Linked DNA regions of Muntiacus reevesi: region 2 is linked to region 1. The links are chromatin contacts, called in public Hi-C maps. All regions are on one chromosome and are shown on one strand. Each heading gives the region's core, a stretch centred on a gene start, on an enhancer-like site or on the middle of the called end of the contact. The rest is flanking DNA. Distances are from core to core; before and after follow the strand shown. Region 1 holds the start of TOMM40 (translocase of outer mitochondrial membrane 40). Region 2 holds the start of EXOC3L2 (exocyst complex component 3 like 2).

Evidence for each region. Hi-C and Micro-C count contacts between places; a contact is called where the count stands out from the background.
Region 2: a Hi-C map of muscle shows a contact between it and region 1, with 4 times the contacts expected there. The contact joins the promoter of EXOC3L2 here to the promoter of TOMM40 in region 1. A contact is called at or near these places in 2 of 3 Hi-C or Micro-C datasets (blood and muscle).

Annotation. Positions count from the first base shown.
Region 1 is chr2:264,708,851-264,712,731 of mMunRee1.1, reverse strand. It overlaps TOMM40 (translocase of outer mitochondrial membrane 40), which reads right to left and starts at 1,655. Exons shown (of 10, transcript XM_065926283.1): 1 at 1,533-1,655; 2 at 1,146-1,425; 3 at 350-417. The coding sequence starts at 1,419. NECTIN2 (nectin cell adhesion molecule 2) reads right to left here. Exons shown (of 9, transcript XM_065926280.1): 9 at 3,209-3,881.
Region 2 is chr2:265,004,113-265,007,591 of mMunRee1.1, reverse strand. EXOC3L2 (exocyst complex component 3 like 2) reads left to right here and starts at 1,280. Exons shown (of 12, transcript XM_065926300.1): 1 at 1,280-1,414.

The sequences.
Region 1 (3,881 bases), core at 406-2,905:
TCCAGCCTGGGATGGGGGATGCTTGCCAATCTGACTTCCCTGTCAGGGCGTCTCTGGGCATGGCAGGGGATGAAGACTGGGAGGTGTGGCCTCACTAGATTAGACACTCAAGAAAAGGGATGTGTGGGGGCATACCTGGTACTTCATCCCTGCCTGGATGCTGGTTGTGGGGGTGGGTCCCTAAACCCTACCACTGCCCCCAAATTGAGTGGTAAGCCTGGCACTGTCTATGGTGTCTTTAAGTATCAAGGAGCCCAGATCTTTAAGGAGGAGTTAAAAGACTGTATGTGCAGATGCAGAGGGATGGCTGGGATGACCTCTGAAGGATAATGGTACCAGAAAGGCTCACCTGGAAATGATTACTCAACCCTTTGTTGACTGTGAGCTTGACACCTTCCATCTGAATAGGAAACAGCTCTGAAGGAGAGAAAAATGCTGTCACACTTCAACACACACACCCCATCTCTCATCCCATTCTTCCCTATAGTCCCTACTCTCCCTTCTCCAGGAACCCACAACCAGCACACTGCACAAAGCACCTCATCCAGGGAAGAGGCAGAATTGTCCAGAGGATGGGCTCAGGACCAAGGCCCTTGCCTGCATCCAAATTCCAGTGCCACCATCTACTACTTGTGTGACCTTAGTCAAGTTATTTTATCCATGTCAAACGTACCTGTTAGTTGAAGATGCTCACCACATAGAAATACTGCAAGGATTTAATGAGTTAACACACACTGAATGCTAGAAAAGTGCTCAATAACCCAGCACCACTTTCACTACTACAATTACTCCAAGCCAGGATCCAGAAGCCTTGGGTTCCACCTCCAATGACCCATTGCTGACACTGTGACCTTGGGCCTCGGTTTCCCTCCCGATCACATAAGGCTGGCTTGGCCGATTCCTGGGGCACATGAGGTCCTTAAGGTTTTTCTGTACCGCTCTGGCGTTCCATCCTGAGGTTCCATCATTTGATCCCATCATTCTAAGCCCCAGGTTCAACGTTCCACTATTGGATCCCAACGTCAACTCCTAACGCTCTGTTAAGTGATTCCAATGGTCCGTGCCAATTCCCAAGGTCCTCAGTGCGCTCCTCCTTCCCCCGAGATCCGGGCCATCACACCCCTGCCAGGCCCCCAGCCCCTCACCCTTGCACTTCCGGTGGCACTCCTCGAACGTGCCCGGGTTGGGCAGGCAGCCGCAGGCCCCATCGTCCCCGGTCCCTCCAGAGCTGGCAGCCGCAGTCCCGGGGGTCCGTTCGGAACCTCGACCTGTGCCAGCTCCAGCGCCCAGGCCGCCCCCGAGTGGCGGCAACGTGAAGCCGGGAGGAGAGGGCGGAGGTGGCGGCAGTCCCACGAGGGGAGGCGCAGGCGGCGGCGGCGGCCCTGCGGGCGGCGAGCTAGCGGCCAATACGTTCCCCATGGTCGCCTGCAAGGGGAAAGGTCAGAGGGCAGAGGTCAAGGCCCGCAGGCTCCAGGCCGAGTCTCCAGCCAACACCCCCTAGGCCCCCCCCCGCTCAGAACCCCAATTCTTACGCGCGGCAGCGCCTCCTCCCGGTCCGGGCTCCGCTCCTACCCCGTGGGCCACGCGCAACCGAACCCGCTGCCGCCGCCGCCGCCACCGTCGCCCCGCCCCACCTAGCCCATTGGTTTAGAGGGCCTTGAGGTCCTCCCACCAGCTTCAGGGTCTGGCCTTACTATTGGAGTCATGGATGAGAGTTCCACCCACCTCTTTGGAACGTCCGTTTCTGTTGGTTCCCACTCGCAGACGGGTCACAGCACACCTCCCTGCCCTTCCCATTGGCTTGGGGAGCCCACGCCGATTGGCTCGCGATGCCGCGGGTTCCGGGGCTCACCCACCATTGGTCTGTGCTGCTCACTTTGCACCGCCCATTGACGTAATACCTCAGCCCCATTCCCGAAGGCGTCCCTCTTTCGACTCCGCCCGGCGGCGAAGTTGTTAATGATAATTGGTCGTCCTTGGCCCTTGCAGCTTCCTGATTGGCTCCTGCAGGTACAGGTGGTGTCGTAATCCATCTTGTGTGTTCATTGGCTAACGTGCTAGGGTCAAGGGACATGGATAAAGATGGGTTGCGCAGCAGAGGCTGCTAGGCAGCAAGGTCAGGCCTCGCATCCCACCAGGCACCGCGGCAAAGGGGCGGCCCCCTAGTCCGAAGTCGCAGACCGAAAGCCGGAAGTGCTAGCCCTTCCCACAGTGCCACGGGGAGAATTCTAACCCGTTATGTTAACTCTGTCCTGCTTCTTGTTACCCACAATACCTCTTACCTATTTAACGGGACAGTTGCCGTAGGCCCACCCCTTTCGTTACCCATCATGCTTTCTGTGTCTTTCCCCCAACCCTTCCCTCAGTCACTGAAGCTTCTATCTTTGGCCCATTCATTCCTATCCCATTACCCAGCATGCCTTCCGCTCCATTCATTTCAACTTGGTTGGCTGTACGACACTTAGCCCTTTTACGCCTGTTCATTTCCCACATTCTTTTTCTTTTTTTTTTTAAAGTATGTATCTATTAATATTTGGCTGCACGGCTGGACATGCAGGATCTTTAGTTGTGACCTGTGAATTCTTAGTTGCAACAGGCGGAATCTAGTTCCCTGCCCAGGGATGGAACCCTATCCGCCTGCACTGGGAGCGCAGTCTTAGCTGCTGGACCACCAGAAAATTCCTCCCGCATTCTTCTAGCTGTACCTTAATTGAGCATCAGGCTTTATCTCTATTGCTCAACTTGCCTGTGGCCCCTATTTCTCCCTTATTCATTCCTCTACCCCTGGCTCATTCATTGAGATCTATTACCCATCATGCCCTGAGCTCCTATTACAACATTATTCATAATTTTGCCTTTGGCCTACTCTTACTCATTACACCCCTGCCCCTTGTACTTAGTTACTGCTATTCCTACTTTGTTCCGTTTATTTCTATCCATTAGCCATTAGACTGCCGTTATTTTTCCTTATGCCCTGGACTCCTCCTGCTCCTTCCATTAACCATGGCTTATGCATTTTTGCTCATTATCCCCTCACTTAATTATCTTTTTCATATCTTTTTGTCTGTAACCTGTCTTAACTTCTAGTCTACTGATTCCCTCAAGACCTGGACCTGCCCACCCCCCCCATTCATTACCCATTATGTTCCACCCCTATCCCCTAAACAGCTCACAGAAAACACCAGTTGAGACCGGTCAAAGTACAAATTCATATTTTGTAGGAAATGCTATGTTAAAAAAAAAAAAATCACATCCCCTATCCCTAACCCAGGTGATCCACTCCCCCCACCAACCCCCAGGGAGATGCTTGGGTCCAATCCCACTGGGCTGGAGGAAAAGGACTCAGTAGTCTTCAAAGTAACAGCAAATTCTTCTTCCAAGACTGGCATCAGCAAGGCACACTCTGCATGAGGCTCACCGCATGAAGCCCTGAGCTGGGGCTTAATTCTCTGGAGACAGGAATTGGGATAGTGGGGGCACAGGGAAGAAGGGTCTGTACCCTGAGACTCCTGCCTGCAGGAGGGAGGAGATGGGCAAGTTCCGCTTTGGGCTGGGGAATCCCCTCCCTCCACCTTTAGCGGACAGGGTGGGGAATGGGTGAGAGAGGCTCTGCCGCCTGGAGGGCTCAGGTCTGAGCAGCAGGCTGTCCCCAACACCCAGCCCAGCAGAGCTATTAGGAATTACTGCCTGAGGAAAAATCAGGTCTGGGGTCTTCTTTGGGATTTGGGAGGAGCCTGGAGATGGTGGGTCGTGAGAGGTATAGTCTATGTCTGGGGAATCCTTGGGTAAGAGTTTGTGCAGAAACCTACCTTCTCCAGCCCCTCCTAAGATTATCAGGTTTCCATTGTCATGGCCAATTTCTCTGAATCAGAGATTATTGA
Region 2 (3,479 bases), core at 31-2,530, 300 kb before region 1:
TTTATGTCATAAGAATTACAGCTCAATAAAAAATTAAGTTAAAAAAGAGGGAGAGATCCAACAGTGTCCATGGCCCATAACAAATGCTTGGTTCCAGCCCGGCCTGCCTTCTCATTATCATGGGTCCACACTGACTTGGGGAGGACAAAGCCTGTTTCTCCCCTTGCCCTCTCGGCCACCAAATCAGCGCCTTCCCCGGGGCCCTCTGCTGATAAATTCAATCCTTAAATGGAGGCCTTCAGACCTTGGAATCTTAACCCCTGATGCACTTATCCCAACCTAATGTCCCCAGAGCCTTCACTGGGGCTAGGGGAGAAGGAGTGATCCCTGAGCCCAGCTCCTGTCCCTAATGTCAACCCTACCTCACCCCAACCCCAATCGAGCTGAGGCAAGTGATCATTCTCTTAGGCCAAACACCTGGGATACTCTGCCTGGGAACCCAAAGGCCACCTAAGCCTAAAACCTAGCCTTGAAAGTAACCCTAATCCTGCATCTCACTCCATCCAATCCCCAACCCATTTCTAGCCCCAACCCATCTGCCCTCTTCATCCACAACGTCCCATCCTTAGCACTGCTTTATCCCCACTGGTGCATTCATTCCATTAACAGATCTTTACTGAGCACCTACTATGTGCCAGGTGTGTATTTAGAGCTATCACAATGAACAAGGTAAGCAAAATCTGCACTGAATTTATGTTTAAATGGGACAGTCAGAAAATCTACCAGGGAGCCAGAGGGACTTGATCATTTCAGGTTGTAGAAAGTGCTACCAAGGACCTGACAAATCAGAGCAGTGTCTCCGGGGAGGGAGGAGAGTACGTGGCGGGCAGAAGAGCTTTTGCTGGTCGGGAACCTCTCCTTGGAGGAAAGGATGCTGGAGCTGAGACCTGGGTAATAAAGAGAAGACAGGCGTATGAAGGCGTGGGGACAGGGGCTTTTAGGCAGAGAGAACCACAGAAGCAAAGCTCTGCCCAGGGCCACCCCTGAGGCCTCCAACCAGCCCCTGGTCCCAGCAGAACCTTCCTCCATGTCTTTACCTCAGAGCGGGGAACTCATGAGAGAATTTCGGGGCCCACAGCCAGCATGGGGTGTCTCCGGGGGGTACCCAGGATGGTGTTGTCACCTTGGAAGGTGTGAAGAGCAGACTGGGGGGGGGTTGCCAATTCCGGTCGGGGTGGATGAAGGTGGGGCCTGCCTGCAGCCTTGTCCCTCTTCCCAGCCCAGCCACAGCCTGGCCTAAAAGGGCAGACAGATAACAAGTCCTTCCCGCCCCTGGCCCCAGAGAGGGAGGGGTTTCCTGACAGGAAATTGACCTCCTCTAACCCCCCCTCCTCAGATCCAAGCTCTTGGCAGTCCTGCCTGAAGTAGCCTCAACACAGGACAGCAGCGGGGACAGAGGGACACTGACAAGGAGGTGAGTGTGCAGGAGGAGGGGAGTCACGCGCCCCCGGCGCCTCTGAATTGGGGGCTGGACCAGAATTTGGGAGATCGTGTGCCCTGAAGCCAGGAGAAGCTGGGGGCAAAGAGAAACTCTAGGGCCTGACCTGGTTGCGGGGGTGGGGGGGGTTGTCAGCCAGCAAGAGGCTGGGGGGAGGAAAGGGGGAGAGGAGGAGGCTGCAGGGCACACCATGGGGACTCTGACGATCCAGGCTTCCAGGGAGTCATGCAGAGCTTGGAAGCACCAAGGGAGAAGAGAGACACAATGTCATTGGGCTGGAAGCTCTCTGAGTTCAGGTGGGAAGGCTGAGGCCAGAGAGGGATGGGCAGTCTGCTCCGTCCCCAAGAGATGGGGTCCCAGAGATGGGAGCTGTGACCAGGGTTGGGATGGAGATAGAGCAGGAGGCGGGATGAGGCTGGGATTGAAGATGTAGGTGAACCTGGAATAGGCAGGTCTGGTGACCGAGTTGTTTGCGGGCAGGGTCTGGATTGGGGTTGTGTAGGACACAGCTGGTCAGGGCAGTTCCCTGATCATAGGCATGCGACTGGAGGTGATGACTTCTGCAAACAGGCCAGTCGGCCTGCAGAAGGTTCGGGGCATTGGGGAAAGGCTGGCAGCAAGGAAGAGGAGGAGGAGCCCAAAGAGGGAAGCTCTGGTGGCCAAGACATCCTGCGGGGGCCTAGAGGCTGGGGGGCTTGAGGGATCCCTCGGAAGTGAGTCAGGGGCCAGGCACCCGGAGGCCGACGAGGGGGCTGGAGGGGGCAGGATGTCGGAGTCAGGTTAAAGAGGTAGGTGCTGGAGCCAGGAAAGGGAACGACGTTGGGGTCAGTTTTGGGAAAGTGTTGCAGACAGGTCTGAGGATGTTGGAAATGATTGGGCGGGGGAGGGGTTCCAGTTTAGGGGTCTATGTCGGAGCTGGAGTAGGAATGTCAGATCTCCTTTGGGTGAAAAAAGATCTGGTTTGAGTGGTGCTGACTTCCGCTGGGGGGAAATCGAGGGCCCCTGTTTTGAGAGGGAGGTGGAGTTTTCTTGGGGGGAGGAATGATGGAGCCAGTTCTAGGGGATGACGGAGCCATTTTGGAGATGAGGCCTATGGAGCCCAGTTTGGAAGATGAAAGAGAATCAGTGTGTGTGTGTGTGTGTGTGTGTGTGTGTGTGTGTGTGTGTGTGTGTGTGTGTGTGTGTGTGTGTGTGGAGGGGCTGACACCAACTGCCCACAGCCACAGGGGTTCCAGGCAATGGTTGCCATGGTGACTGCCTCCCGTGGGGATCGGGGACCATCGAGACTGGACAGAGGCTAGGATGGTGTTTTGAGGAACAGGAGGCTTGAGAGACAATGGCTAAAGTCTAGAGGCTGAAGTCAGGGAGGAAAGAAGTGGGGTCACCACCAGCAAAGGAGAGGCTCGTGCCCACAGCCCAGCCAGCTCAGGGCCCCTTCAGCATCGGCCTCCTCCCAGTGCCCCTGCGCACCCCTACATCCAGTGTCCCGTCTTGACCCTGTCCCTAACCTGCTCCGACTCTGTCCCGGTTGAAAACAACCTATGTGTCTGGCCAGAAGAGGATGTGGGAACATCTGATACTTTACACATTTTGTCATAGTTGCACAGTGGAGTACAGCATGTAGCACTAATTAGAGCCACAGAGACAGGCATGGACAAATCTCACAAGTAAAATGTGAGGAAAGAAAAAGCAAGTTGCAGGGGATACATGCAGTAAGATAGTGTTTATAGAGAGTTTGAAACCACGCAAAGCAATGTGCTATTTCTGGGTACTAGTCTGGGTAGGCAAAGGGATGGCTTTCCTTGGGAGAGGGCTAGAGCGGGCAGGATCAGGGAGGGGTGTGGGACGCTTCAGTGCTTTTGCAATGCTTGAGTCTGTGTTCCCTGACCTGTCTCTAACCTGTGCACTCGGCGGCGAAAGCAGAGTCCTAACCACTGGTGCATGCTCAGGCACTTCAGTCGTGTCCAGCCCTTTGCGACCCTATGGACTGTAGCCTGTTAGGCTCCTCTATCCATGGGATTCTCCAGGCATAACACTGGAG